Linked DNA regions of Rattus norvegicus: all the other regions are linked to region 1. A link is a contact called in public Hi-C data. All regions are on one chromosome and are shown on one strand. Each heading gives the region's core, a stretch centred on a gene start, on an enhancer-like site or on the middle of the called end of the contact. The rest is flanking DNA. Distances are from core to core; before and after follow the strand shown. Region 1 has its middle 63 kb from the start of Pax6. Region 2 has its middle 47 kb from the start of Dcdc1. Region 3 holds the start of Elp4 (elongator acetyltransferase complex subunit 4).

Evidence for each region. A called contact is a pair of places that touch in the nucleus more often than the background predicts.
Region 2: a Hi-C map of Schwann cells shows a contact between it and region 1, with 6 times the contacts expected there. The contact joins two enhancer-like sites. A contact is called at or near these places in 7 of 12 Hi-C or Micro-C datasets (the A7r5 cell line, the Rat2 cell line, Schwann cells and 4 more).
Region 3: a Hi-C map of Schwann cells shows a contact between it and region 1, with 2.6 times the contacts expected there. The contact joins the promoter of Elp4 here to the enhancer-like site in region 1. A contact is called at or near these places in 3 of 12 Hi-C or Micro-C datasets (the A7r5 cell line, Schwann cells and frontal cortex).

What each region holds. Positions count from the first base shown.
Region 1 is chr3:112,525,604-112,529,756 of GRCr8, forward strand. No RefSeq gene overlaps it. Among named protein-coding and RNA genes, the nearest start is that of Pax6, 63 kb to the right of the region's middle. Within about 2 kb of position 1,793, at least 9 of the 93 cell types and tissues checked have an H3K27ac peak or open chromatin away from gene starts, as enhancers often do. A contact at or near this core is called in Schwann cells, where this site is marked.
Region 2 is chr3:113,023,151-113,027,303 of GRCr8, forward strand. It overlaps the pseudogene Dcdc1-ps1. Among named protein-coding and RNA genes, the nearest start is that of Dcdc1, 47 kb to the left of the region's middle. Within about 2 kb of position 2,146, at least 11 of the 93 cell types and tissues checked have an H3K27ac peak or open chromatin away from gene starts, as enhancers often do. A contact at or near this core is called in Schwann cells, where this site is marked.
Region 3 is chr3:112,837,490-112,841,642 of GRCr8, forward strand. It overlaps Elp4 (elongator acetyltransferase complex subunit 4), which reads right to left and starts at 2,474. Exons shown (of 10, transcript NM_001115047.2): 1 at 2,251-2,474. The coding sequence starts at 2,470. Immp1l (inner mitochondrial membrane peptidase subunit 1) reads left to right here and starts at 2,650. Exons shown (of 7, transcript NM_001399642.1): 1 at 2,650-2,721.

The DNA.
Region 1 (4,153 bases), core at 543-3,042:
CCTGAGGCTCGCTGGTCAACCAATGTAGCCAAATGGGCGAGTTCTGGGTTAAATAAAGACATTCTCTCTAAAAATAAGGTGGAAAGTTGATTGAAGAATAGCCCAGTGCCAACATCTTGCCTCCACATATACATTAACACATGCATGTGTGCAAACACACACACACACACACACACACACACAGAGAGAGAGAGAGAGAGAGAGAGAGAGAGAGAGAGAGAGAGATCATCCTTGGCTACTTAGTAACTTGGAAGCCATCCTGGGCTCTTTGAATCCCTGTCTCAAAATAAAACAAACAACAACACAGAGAACACTCAGAAATATGCATCAAAATTTAGCCATGAGGAAGTGTGTGATAATATATGTGAGAGGAAAGAAGGAGGAAAGAAAATCAAGAATATGACAATTAGGGGTTGGTTAAATAATATCATTTCAGCTGTAATCTGCAAACGTCATCATTTAAAATGTTATGGTACAGGTATGTGTTTAATGGCATTTAAACATCCTTGAGTCATATTAGCTGGGGGCAGGATCAAGTCACAAAGAAGTATGCTCTCTAGTGACCCAGTTTCTGTTAAGACACAGTAGAACGCATTGTCTAGACAGAAAGGCGTCCAGGTGATATACTCCCTTCCCCTCTCATGTCCAGTGCTACTGTGACTTTCTAGGATTGTGTGCCTAGTGTTTGCTGAGTGGTTTATTGAATGCCTAAGTGCACTATTCTAAACTTTCGTGAGAAACCATTGCTATCGCCACAGCCCGCATCTGGTAGAGGAATGAGGAGAGGCCAGAGCTCCACACACTGATGCACACGGCCCTTTCCCATTCCTGGACCAACAATTGGCCCACACTTTTTACGGGCAAGGTTATTTATTTTCCAATCAGAGGCATTGAGTAGGGACTTCTAGGGGTAAACTGGTAGCTCTGGGCAGCTTTGAAGCATCACAAGAGGGAGGTTTTGTAGCCTGAAGATTTAGGAGGGCAGGCCCTCTGGACTGTTTTACTGGCTTCTTTTACATATGTATAGCTGAGAGCGGGTGGGGCCACTGCTTGCTGGGGACAGGACCTCCCCAAAGCTGAGAGCCACAGAAACCAGGGCGATGCTGGAAACTTCTCAAACATCAGCCCTTTGCCCCCAACCTAAACCATATCCCCAACATCCATCCCTTCCTTTCTTCCAAGTAAAATTCAGAGGTGGGAAGCATGGCTCCCAGTAGCAGAGGCGGGCAGCAAACATAGGCAAATTATTTAATTTCTACCAATAAGTTTAAGTAACTACTGTGCTCTTTACAGTTGCTATTTCATGTTAAGAGAGCATTAGAAGGCATTAAACACCTGGTTACTGTCCCTACGAAATGCTAGCTCATTCAATAATAACTTCCTGATCTCCTTCCCTCCTTCCTCTCCTTCCTTTCCTCTTTCCTTCCTCTTCTGTCCTGTCTTTGCTTGCTAGCTTGTCTCCTGCCTTCCTTGGCTGCAGCTAGGAGAGAGATCCTAGCACCAGCAGACACCTCTCTCCCCACCAGTTCCCTAGCTCTCCCCGCTCCCAATTTCCTAATCCCCTTAGTTGTACAGACACAGCAGCAGCAGCAGCAGCAGCAGCAGCAGTAGTGGCAGCAGCAGCAGTCGCTCTAAATGTAGTGTGTATTGTGACTCTGGCTTTACGTTTGCCTGACTCAGGCCCTGGTGCAGGGACCAGGGACAAATTGGACGCAGAGTGTAAATGTTACCACTTTGGCTCCTCCTCAAGAGGCGCTAAGCACAGATGTTTGCAGGGGCAAGCAGGGCCCTCTAAGAATGGGGGCATTGTGTGCGGCCTCACACAAAGGCCCAGTGGCCCCACTCGGCTGCCAACCTCCCGAGCATCCCCTCTTTACGCATTGATTTATTAGGCTAGGGATGAATGAAAACGTAATTAATATTACTGAAGCATTAGAGTCTATTTAATTTAAATGCCACTGAATATTTCACTTTCAGCTGGGAGTGACAATGTGCTCGGGCCCGGCTGGTGAAAGCCGGGGCCATCTGTTACCCCGGTGAGGGAAAGAGACAGAGGAGGCCTAGAGTGTGGGGGCTTTGTGGACATTCCAAAGGTCCTCGATCATCATTCATCTCAAGGGCAGCCAAACCGCATTCCTCCGCACGAGCCCTCCGCCGGAGGGGCCTCGGTGACCAGCCAGGAAGCTGCCGAGAACCAGGAGCCCTGCGCTGCCCGCTGCCCTTTGGGAGGCAGGAACTGAGGAGTAGAAAAGCCACAGGTGCAGGCTCCTGAGGAATCGCTGCCTTCGGGAAGACCGCAGTCAAGCAGGTGCTGTCCAGCAAAGGTCGCAGTTAGCCCCGCGTGGCTCTTTCGATTAAAACCCAATACAAAGAAAAAGTCAATCCCACAATTCAACCCTTCACGATCGTTATGCTAGATAGCTACATGTGGCTAATAAATACTGCCTGAATATGCCAGTAGATGGTCATTTCCATTGTCACAGAAAGTTCTGGATGGTATTGTTCTAGTACCTCTATAGTTACAGGGAGAGTCACTCCAGAAAAATCTACCTGAAGAATCCTGATTGATTGATGCTTGGGTTGTCTGAGCCTCCGGGGATCTTGTACTGGTCAAGATCGATGATGCTGAGAGATCACAAGAGTTCAAAGCCAACTGCAGCCATTGCCCTTGAACCAATCGATTACTGTAAAGTCCCCATCTCCACTCGGACCCTTCCATCAAAAAGAGTGAGTATAACAAAACCAATTATGTTATTGAGAAAATAATTATAAAAACTACATAGAGCTACTTCTGTGGCAAAGTCTAAAGGGAAGAACGAACTTGGACTCCAGGAGAGCTATTGCCTTAGCGTGTCTAAGTGGAAGGAGCGCGTAGGTTTTGAATTGGAGAGAATAAATCTCCAGGTAGCCAGCTGGGCCTAGATCCTGACTTCCTGGGTTGGAAGAGGCTGAGGGGGGTGGGGTGGGGGGATCCTGAGCACTTGGTGCAGGCGCAGCAGGAGGAGCAGGAGGGGGATGTTCTGTCCTTAGTGGGATGATAATTAGCCCAGTGGGTTCTCTCATAATTGGGATCATTTGTTCTCCTGGCCTTTCCTCTGACAAACTGATTCCACGCCAGGGGAAAGCTGTGTGACTCACACCTTGCCATGCCAATTAGCTGATAAACATCAAACATAAACAAAGATGGCCTAATTAAAACTAGTCACTGAACCTCCGTGAGCATCTTGTCAAAACTGCACCAACTCTCTGCACCCAGGCTTCTGCAGACCTTGGGAGCTAAATGAGGGACTCCGGGGAGGAGCTGCAGATGTCTGGGGGGTACCCAGAGGGACTAAGGGAAGCAGGCAGAAGGCAGGAGAAGGCATTTTAGCTCAGCCACTTGGATTGTCTCTCCCCTCTGCTTCTCCAGCTACAAACCCCTTCCTTTACTCCAAGTGTCTCCACATAGACACGGGCCATGTCTGCACCGTACTTCTGCGTGACGGAATACATTGCAAGGTTTGGTTTTGTCTCCAAGGATGGTTTCTGGTGGGACATCGTTTTTACACTTTTGAATATGTCTAATCCTGAAGTTCTCAGATCTGTCAGTGAGCTCCGTGATTCAATATTCCTCCTGAAAAGGGGTCAGAGGACTGACCCAGTTTACCACCCAATATTGTGGTAAGACTCAAATGAGCCTACCCGCACCTATGTACATATCCTTCGCTCTCTCCTTTGATTCTTTCTCTTCATCACTGAAGCCCGATTTCCTGTAACTTACCTGGAGGCTCCTCAGACACAGTAGGCAGTATTTTTATTTCCCTCTAGGAAATAACTTCAGCAGCTCATTGAAACTTCCTCAACTCTTAAGCTCTGGCTCAAATCTCAATGAAGACTTTTCCACCACCCCATCTCTACCTCTTACAATAACTGCATAGGCCAGTGTATCTTGTCTATGCAGTGATGCCTGAACGCCTGACTTCATAGATGGCTATGTGTCAGGGATTCATACCAGATCCTCAAGAATTCAAAGTACGGCAGATCGGAAGCCAGACTTGCAGATTATTTTATGTCTTTGCAAGTTACTGGGTGCTTAGTTGAAAGCATAATTTTCCCCCTTCCCTGCTCCCAGATTACAATCCCCTAGAGGGCAGGCACTTTGTTTTTGTGAGGG
Region 2 (4,153 bases), core at 896-3,395, 500 kb after region 1:
TGTGTGTGTGTGTGTGTGTGAAGACGTATAATTTTGTAATTAATTTTGGGACATTTGGTTTACTTAAAAAAGGATTTATATTGTAAACAGAATGTTGCAATTTTGATAATTACAAGAAAAAGTTGTAACATTTAAAAAAATCTTCCAACATACACTTAAGTGACGTCAACCTTTGTGTCAAGTAAGGGTGGGTTTATATTGTGAACTTGGAGGTTCCATTTTAGAACTTGGCTCATTATCTCAGGCCACTGGCCGCTGATAAATGAATATTTTGAAAGCATCTCACTATTCACTGCACACAGAAAAACTGGAGGGAGATGGGGCTTGAGATGACAGGCTCAGTGTTCACACAGCACCTCCTGCCGTCTGCTCGGAGAAGAGCAACACACGATGGGCAGAGGAAAGTTCACCAAAGCTCTCAGGACCTCTTAGCATGCCTCAGGCTTTTTAAGGAAAAGCGTACTTAGTCTGCTTTTTAATTAATTACAGTGAATCAGAGAGGATTAATAACTACTATAGACAATTTGACTACAAATCCAGACTTTTTCAATGTCCTATTAGACCAAAACCGGTGTAAGGAATATTTTATTCTTTTAATTATTTAATACTTAAAAGTTAATGTTCAACATATAATGATTTCATTAAATAAATGAAAGATTTGCCAAATTAAATTTGTTCCTTTGTACTTGTGTTCCATTTACTGAAGGGTTTAAAGTTGTTTCGTGTTAAAAAAAAAAGCAAGTGGCTCTTTTCTAATGCAACAAAAGCACCATTTTAATAAAAGCTGAAGATAAGCACTTTCTAAGTTTTAGTGAAAGTGAGGGTTGGCAAGACAGAAGATATCGGGACAGTAAGGGCCAAGACCTCTTATTTCTGCCACTCTAAAGAATGCTAAATAAATGTTAAATTCCAGTGCAGTACACTGTGCCAAGAATGCCTTGAGAATTGCTGCTTTCATTTAAAGAGCTCTTTGTCAAAATTACAAGTATAATTTATTAAATCTTAAATGTAAATATGAACAAAATTTTACATTTTTAATTTGTTCCAGGCTGTCCGTCTAAACTCTGTAAGAATCTCAATCTTATCCTAAGTTTAAGAATCCCTAAGAAGCTAGCTTCTTTGCTATTTTCCCTCCAGCTCTATTACTGCGTTGTAACCGTGTTAAACGTCACACTATATGTAAGTCAGAGTACAGGGATGAAGGCAAGGAGGCATGCCATAAATTTGCAAAAATTTCTATTTCTTTAGTCACACATGTTTAATTATATGCATGTTGTGTCCCCTTTCCATGGCTTTAAAAACTCACTGTAGAGGTACTGTGACAATACCACCTTCAGCCATTGGTAAGCCTGGCAGTATCTTTATCTTAAGAGGAGGGGTTCCTATCCAGGTCCCCCTCGGCATTAATAAGCTTTATTTGAGCTGCATTACGTCACACAACCATCCAGAAAGCCATTTCTCTTTAGTTTTCTGTCTCACCCTGTTCGGGAATCACTAGACAGGTGAAACGTGGATGAGGGTGGCTCTTGTTTTGTTAACAAATCTTAAGGTTATAAGATTGTAGGACCATTACATCTTGACATCAGTTTGGTATATTCTACTTCTGACATCTCGTACGAAAACCGTATTGTTTTGCTGTCTGTCAAACTCTAGCGGGTTTAAAAATTCTACAAGCCCAAAGGAACTTCTCTCAAACAAATTGTTACACTCTAACTTTAAATGAAAAGTCAGGGCCACTGGTTTTGTATTTATGAGCCTACTAATTTTTTTCTTTCATTTTAAACTTTAACTTGGCTATTAGAGCATGTGGCTGAATTAAGCACGTTACTTTGCAGTGATCTTAAATATGTACTGCTTCATGAGTCTTCGAATGAGATATTATATTTAGGACAACTTAAAGCCAACTCACTCTTACATTTATCACGTGTATTTTCTTAAGAGTGGAAGCATCTTGGAAATCGCTGAGAGCTAAGCAGTGTCTGTTTAATTGGTAATCTTTGAAAGAGCATAACCGTTTCTCTATGAAATGCAGCTAACACTTTCATGAGGACCAGCTCCAGCTCATTAGCATTCTTGTTCCGTACTGGTGCTGTTGGTGGGGGTGTTGGAGTAGGAATGCCATTGTGTCGAGTTCCAGTGTTTGGGGACAAACACTGCTGTGGAAGGAACGTGTGAAAAGGCCACAGTCCTGTCAGTGAATGAGCAAGGCTGTGCTTTCTGTGTGCTTCAAGCAGGGAAGCTGTCATTCATGGCTAACACAGCCAAACGGAGGCCAAAACACAAGGCTGCAGCACCTTTTAAAATGATATTAGTGATTTTTAAACACGATCTTCTTTATTTATGATCCTACACAAAGCTTTAGTTGCTGTCAGTAAACAAAATATGTCAGTCTGTTCGGAAATACTGTAAAAATGAAAGAAAAAAAAAGTCCATGGAAGTGTGCCAGGCAGTTACAGTGATTAGGGCTTGGAAGAGCTGATGGGCAGTGTGAGGTACAGACATGATTTGAGGGGAGCTTCTTCTCTGGAAGCCGCTTGTCTTCCCGATTAGACACTTCTTCGATTTTTCTGCTCCTAAAAACTAACAAAATTCCTAGAGATTTTGACATAATTAATACGTAGCAATTTATTTTTATTAAAAACATCAGTTTTGGGGAAGGTTCATAAACTCTCGCTTTTAATCATTTAAAGCTGTTTACGACCCATCTCCGTTGTTAGAGCCTCTGCAGTCACGCATGAGTGTCAGACAGGAAGCAAAGAAATGGCTGCACCACCCCCACTGGCCACCTTCACCCTGGGCTTGTGGTTTCTGCTTTACTCTGTAACTTCGAGATACAGTGGGGCTCTCAGTCCTCCTCCTACATTTATAGCACTTTGGAAGAGAATGATCAACTTGGAGTGAAATTTTAGCTTATGTAAAACAAAATGAAAATTAAAAAGAACCCTCAAACAGGTCTTAGGCTCTGGAGGCTTTCCCTAAACTTCACCTGAAGAGTTGAAAAACATCAACAGTTTGCTTTTATGTCTGAAGGTTCAGAAAAATACTTTTTTTTTTAGTTTGATTCTGAAAATGAGTTCTCAGGTTATTTATTTAACTCACTACCTAGTCAAGTTGAGAGCTACATGGTTTTGGTCTGAGTAATTAAGTATTTTTGTACGTAGTTTTTTGTTTGTTTGGTAGGTTGATTGTTTTTATCAGTGTATTTACATGCAATTTTTAAAGTTTAATATGCAATACACTAGGTTGAGAAATCCAAACATTTAATTTCTACTTAAAAACTCAGATTTCACTGTTTAAATTGCAATGACATTGTGGGTTTGCTTTATGGCCATACTATTAAAGGAAGAAATAATTAGATAATATCAGTATGTGCAGGTTTCACAGTTCAAAATTGAAACATATTTTGTTAATATTCCAATTAAGATTTGCACAATTTTTAGATTTAAAAAGATGTATGAGCTAAAAACAAATGACTTTACCCATACTTTCGATATGTTTCTTAATTAGATATTAAATATAACAATATTATCCTTATCAGAAATGATTTGATTCAAAATAATCTTTGAATTGCTTTAGTGGTGACAGAAATTTGTTCATCGCAGAGAGGAAAATTTAATATTTTATTTTCGTAAGGGTGTTTGAGAGTATTTTAGAGCCTATGCTTTAGGTCATTTGAAAATATTTGTTAGTTGCTATTGCTAAGAGATTAAGCATTTCCCTTCGGTTCTTTCTATGTACTGGGCACAGCAAATGAAATGGAGGCTTTTCTTGAGTTAGCCTTTTTAGGATTAAACTTAAAAATCTTTGGCTTATGAACAGCCTTCTTAATGTCCTTTGACATCTCTGGGGTAGTTTCTAACCCATAAACGTGTGGCCTTTGTGATTCTGAGAACAGACTGGGGTCCTTTGAAAAGTGTGAGACTACTTTAAGGTTCTGATAGGAATCTCTTTTAGCATATTAGATTGTCCGCAGAGTATACTGGCTGTTGATTCCCCCCTGAAACCAAGCTGCATTCTAGTTACCTGAAGTATTTTAAGAACCTTAAACTTGTGTCTTTTTCTAAGTGCCATGCTTCGAGCAGGCCTAACATCAGTTAAATGAAGTGAAAATTGCATTCTTGTCTTGATAGAGATGAAAATGGATTTCTGGTCA
Region 3 (4,153 bases), core at 1,224-3,723, 310 kb after region 1:
ACAACATTCTTTTTTCCCACAATATTCTTAATATCCCACTATTGTTACATTTTATCACAATAGGGGTCATAGAGGCTTGCCACAATCTGAATCAAATGACTTTTGAAAGTAACAACTCAGGTTATGAGATTCTTGTGGTTATCTGAATACACATAGGCAACAGATGCTTCACTTCCAAACATTTTAATGAAAAACAAATGCAATTTTTTTTTTTTTGCTTCAGAAGACATATAGGACAGGAAATCAAGTTACGAAAATGTTATTAAGAAGTTAACAACTGAAACACATCTGGGTATATTTATTATTCCAAATATAGGAACTCCTATTATTGCAACCATCTGAATTTCTATGTACTTTGCAAAATCAACTGCAATCATGCAAAACGTACATTTCAGCAACTGCTACTATTTTAATTTTCTTAGAGAACACTAACTTTTAGCATGTTTAGATTCAAATACCAAAACCCTCCACTGTTCAAGCATTTCTACAAATTTCAAAATGATTGTTCAAATATATGTCTCCATAGAAACACAGATGAAAAGGTGCCCTCAGTTCTTTTGGGCAGGTGTGAAGAGAATATATTTAAGTATTTAATCTTAAGCTCAGTAAACTATCAAAACTCCCTGAAAATAATTCTCAAAAATTAGCAATAGCTGTGATGGAAATGTAGAGATGATTAAATCTGAAGCTGCATTGAGTTCGGATGGTTGGGAGTTTTGTGACTACTCATACCATTAAATTTCTGAATCAATTTTTGGAGCTTAAATGCCAAACTCCACTTTTCGCACTTCACTATTTCTTGCTTAGGCTTTCTTTTCCTCCTTTCAGTCAAAACCTTATCAAGAACTTATGAAGTACCAGGCTCTGGTCTAAGCACAATTTGCTATTCTAATGAGGAAATGAAGGTACACTACTGAAAATGCTGTCCTTTTGTTTGAAGAGTTTGATTATTATCAACTGAATAAAGGCACCTATTCCCATTTAATTAAAAAAATATAGACATTTAAGGGGTAGAAGAGATAGGTTAGACTGATGGGAAAGATCTGCTGTCACTAAAGCTTACAGATTAATTTCTGCTGGATGAGAGTTCACTAAAACTGACCAACTTTTCTAAGCTTTGGGTTCAAAACTAGAATAACGAGAAAAAAAAAGTGAAATAAATATTAGCCGACTATGCATTTAGCATCATATTTCTAGTCTCATACACATGAATGGGTTTGAAACAATTATGTGAAACTACTTTAAATTTTTAAAGAAAACAATCAAGATACATTTAGAACATGAAATAATAGACTCAAGAAACCATGCTGTTTCTGGTAAGTTCCTTGACTTGTTATTTTCCTCTTTGCTAAACTTACCTGAAAAGCCTGGAAAAAACCCGGAGAAAATGTCAAGTGAAGAACAAGAATAAGCAATGGCAAATGCAATATATCATGCAAATGTACCAGATTTAAACGACATATGGTAAACACTACGAAAAAGGGTTGCAAGATGTCAACACACATCTGTTTTTATGAAGCAGCATTCAAACAGAAATGTAGCCTGTCCTACCAACCTAATCTACTCAACCCTTTCAACAAATCAGTTCTATGAAACAAGTATATTCTTCAGTAGGCTTTGCGTAAAAGATTCCAGAGATGATAACAAATTTAAGACACGGGGAAGGGGGCGGGGCAGAGTGCAGAACTATCTGAATATCAAGGACTGTCATTCCTTTGAATCAACAGGCATCCTTAACATGCACTCTTTAGAGCCACACCACTTTAAGATTTAAAGAGATGAGTAGTCAGGCGGCAGAAAAGAGGGCAATACCTTCAGCTTTTTCTAAAGAAACCTTTCTTTAAAACGCTAAAAAGTTTTGTGGGTTAGTCCCAGCTTTAAGTTACCCGGGGTTGGAAGGAGGGTGTTCTAAGATACCACCAGAGGATCCTACAAGCTAATTCCCCCCCCCCTTTTTTTTTTCCATCAGTAATCATTTAGGGTAAAAGCATGTAGGGAGTCCATGGTCATCTGGAAATGAGGTGCTGGGCAGAGTGGAGTTAGGAATCTTGGGTCTTAAGGCGGGCTTAGTGCACAGCTCTTAAGACGTCTCCATCCAAGTTTCCTCCCCCAGTTTTCCTCCCTGTCAGAACAGGCTATCCTGACCATGCTTGTGAAGAGGAAAGGGAAAAAGGAAATGGGTGTGGGTGCTTCTGGAGTCCCACCCCAAGTTTTCCCTAGAATGCCCCCACATCTTTATTCTGAACCGACCTAAAAGCTGGTCCAGGGCTGGGAGCCCGGTTGACACCAGCAGTTGTCCATTCCGCACCGACGGTCGCGTGCCTGCGATGGACAGCAGCCGGGGACCCCCTCCGGGGGCCCCAGAAGCCTTGCCTCTCCTCTGGAAGCTAGAGGTGCGGCTCTGGCCCGCCTCGGAAGCCACACATTCGGAGCTGAGGGTACCCGCGCCGCAGGTGGCTGCCGCCGCCATCTTGAAGCCCCTAAAATGACCCAATCGGAACTCTGGGAACTCGAGCGGTCGGCCTGTCAGAGTCAGCCCCAAAATCCCGCCTACTCACCATTGGTAGCCAATAGAACTGAGATTTCCTTGCTGACCAACCAATCGCAAAGCCTATTGCTGAAAAGTGCGGTACGTAAAGCCGGAGGATTGTAAGCGGCCCAGGTGAACCCGGTCCATCTGAGTTCTGGGTGAGGAACTTCTGTTGGTGTTTGGGGCCGCAGGTGGGTACTGTCCTTTGGCATTCATGGTTTGCGAGTTCACTAGGAGTTAAAAGAAAAGGGCGGAGAAGCGATTCGCCCGCAGGGCTTCTTAAGCCACTGCGATTTGGCGCTCGCTTCTTCCCTGCTCTTTAGCAAAGAGGAGAGACTCCTCTCTAATCTCTCTGGTTTCTAAGGAAAGTTATCCCTCAGCCCCACCACCCTCACCACTGCCCCTCCTAGAGACCGAGTTTTCCCGAAGGGTTGTGTTGTCTGGAAAGGGGTATCAGTGACTTCAGTGGCTGGTGAGCTCTTGGGCTTAAGTCAGAGTTCAGGGTTACGTGGGTTTAATAGTCAACTTAATACTTTAAAACTTCCGTTCATGAGCTTTGAGACCATTGGGCTTTCTTCCCAGGTCTCACAGACTATAGCTTTCTGACAAGTCCCCGTGAGCAGCTTTTCTTAATTTTAATTAGTGTTTCTGGAAATCTCGGAGGGTCTTTCCTAAGCAGTGTGAATGACAAGTGTTACTCTGACAACCTTGTTCACACATTTAATTGTCACTTCTCCAAAGCAGCTGCAAATAACAGAAACTAATCGAAGTTTCTCTCCCACTAAATCTGAGTAGAATTAGATTTATTTGTACCTTATTTTTCTAGTAATTTGAAATCTGAATGAAGAGGGTTCCTACTATACTATGAGGGTTTTTTTTTTTTTTGTGGCAGAAAAAAGAACCATAATTCAGAGCTGTTTTTAAATATTTTTTTTTCATATGAGAACTGGAGGAAGAATTGATTAAGTGATTTTTAGAAGACATACAAGATAGGCAGTGTTTGAACTAAAAAGAGACCGAAGTCAGTACCAACTGCCAACAGTGGTGGATGATACATGGATTGATTGATTGATTCATTCATTCATTCATTCACTCATTCATTTTGAGACAGTCTCATTTTGTAACCCTGTTTGGCCTATAACTCACAGAAGTCTGCCTTTGCCTTCTGTCACTGAGACTTACAGGTGAATTCATCACAACACTTTATATTTTTTCTTTCCCTTTCTCTCCCCCCCCCCCTTTTTTTTTGCATCATATTCAGGCTTGGGCTGGAGCCTGTAATCCTAAAGAGTTGGAGAAGGAGAATCAGGTGTTCAGGGTTCACATCAGCAAAACAAACAATAATAAAAAAATCAAAACAGATAATAAATAATCATATCGGGGGTGGGGGAGGAAAGCAACAAACCTTGTGGTTTAACAACATATCAACCAGAAAGATTTGAAGAAGGTTGCTTGGTGTCATTTCAAATATGTCACCAGTGTGTACGGTGCATACCTTTATATTTTGAGACACCCAGATAACTGCCAAGCACTTGCTTAAACCCAGACTGGATTTTTATACAATCTTGTCCGTTTTATTAAAATGGTAGATTCTTTCTCTAATAGCAAATAAAGAATTCCTAT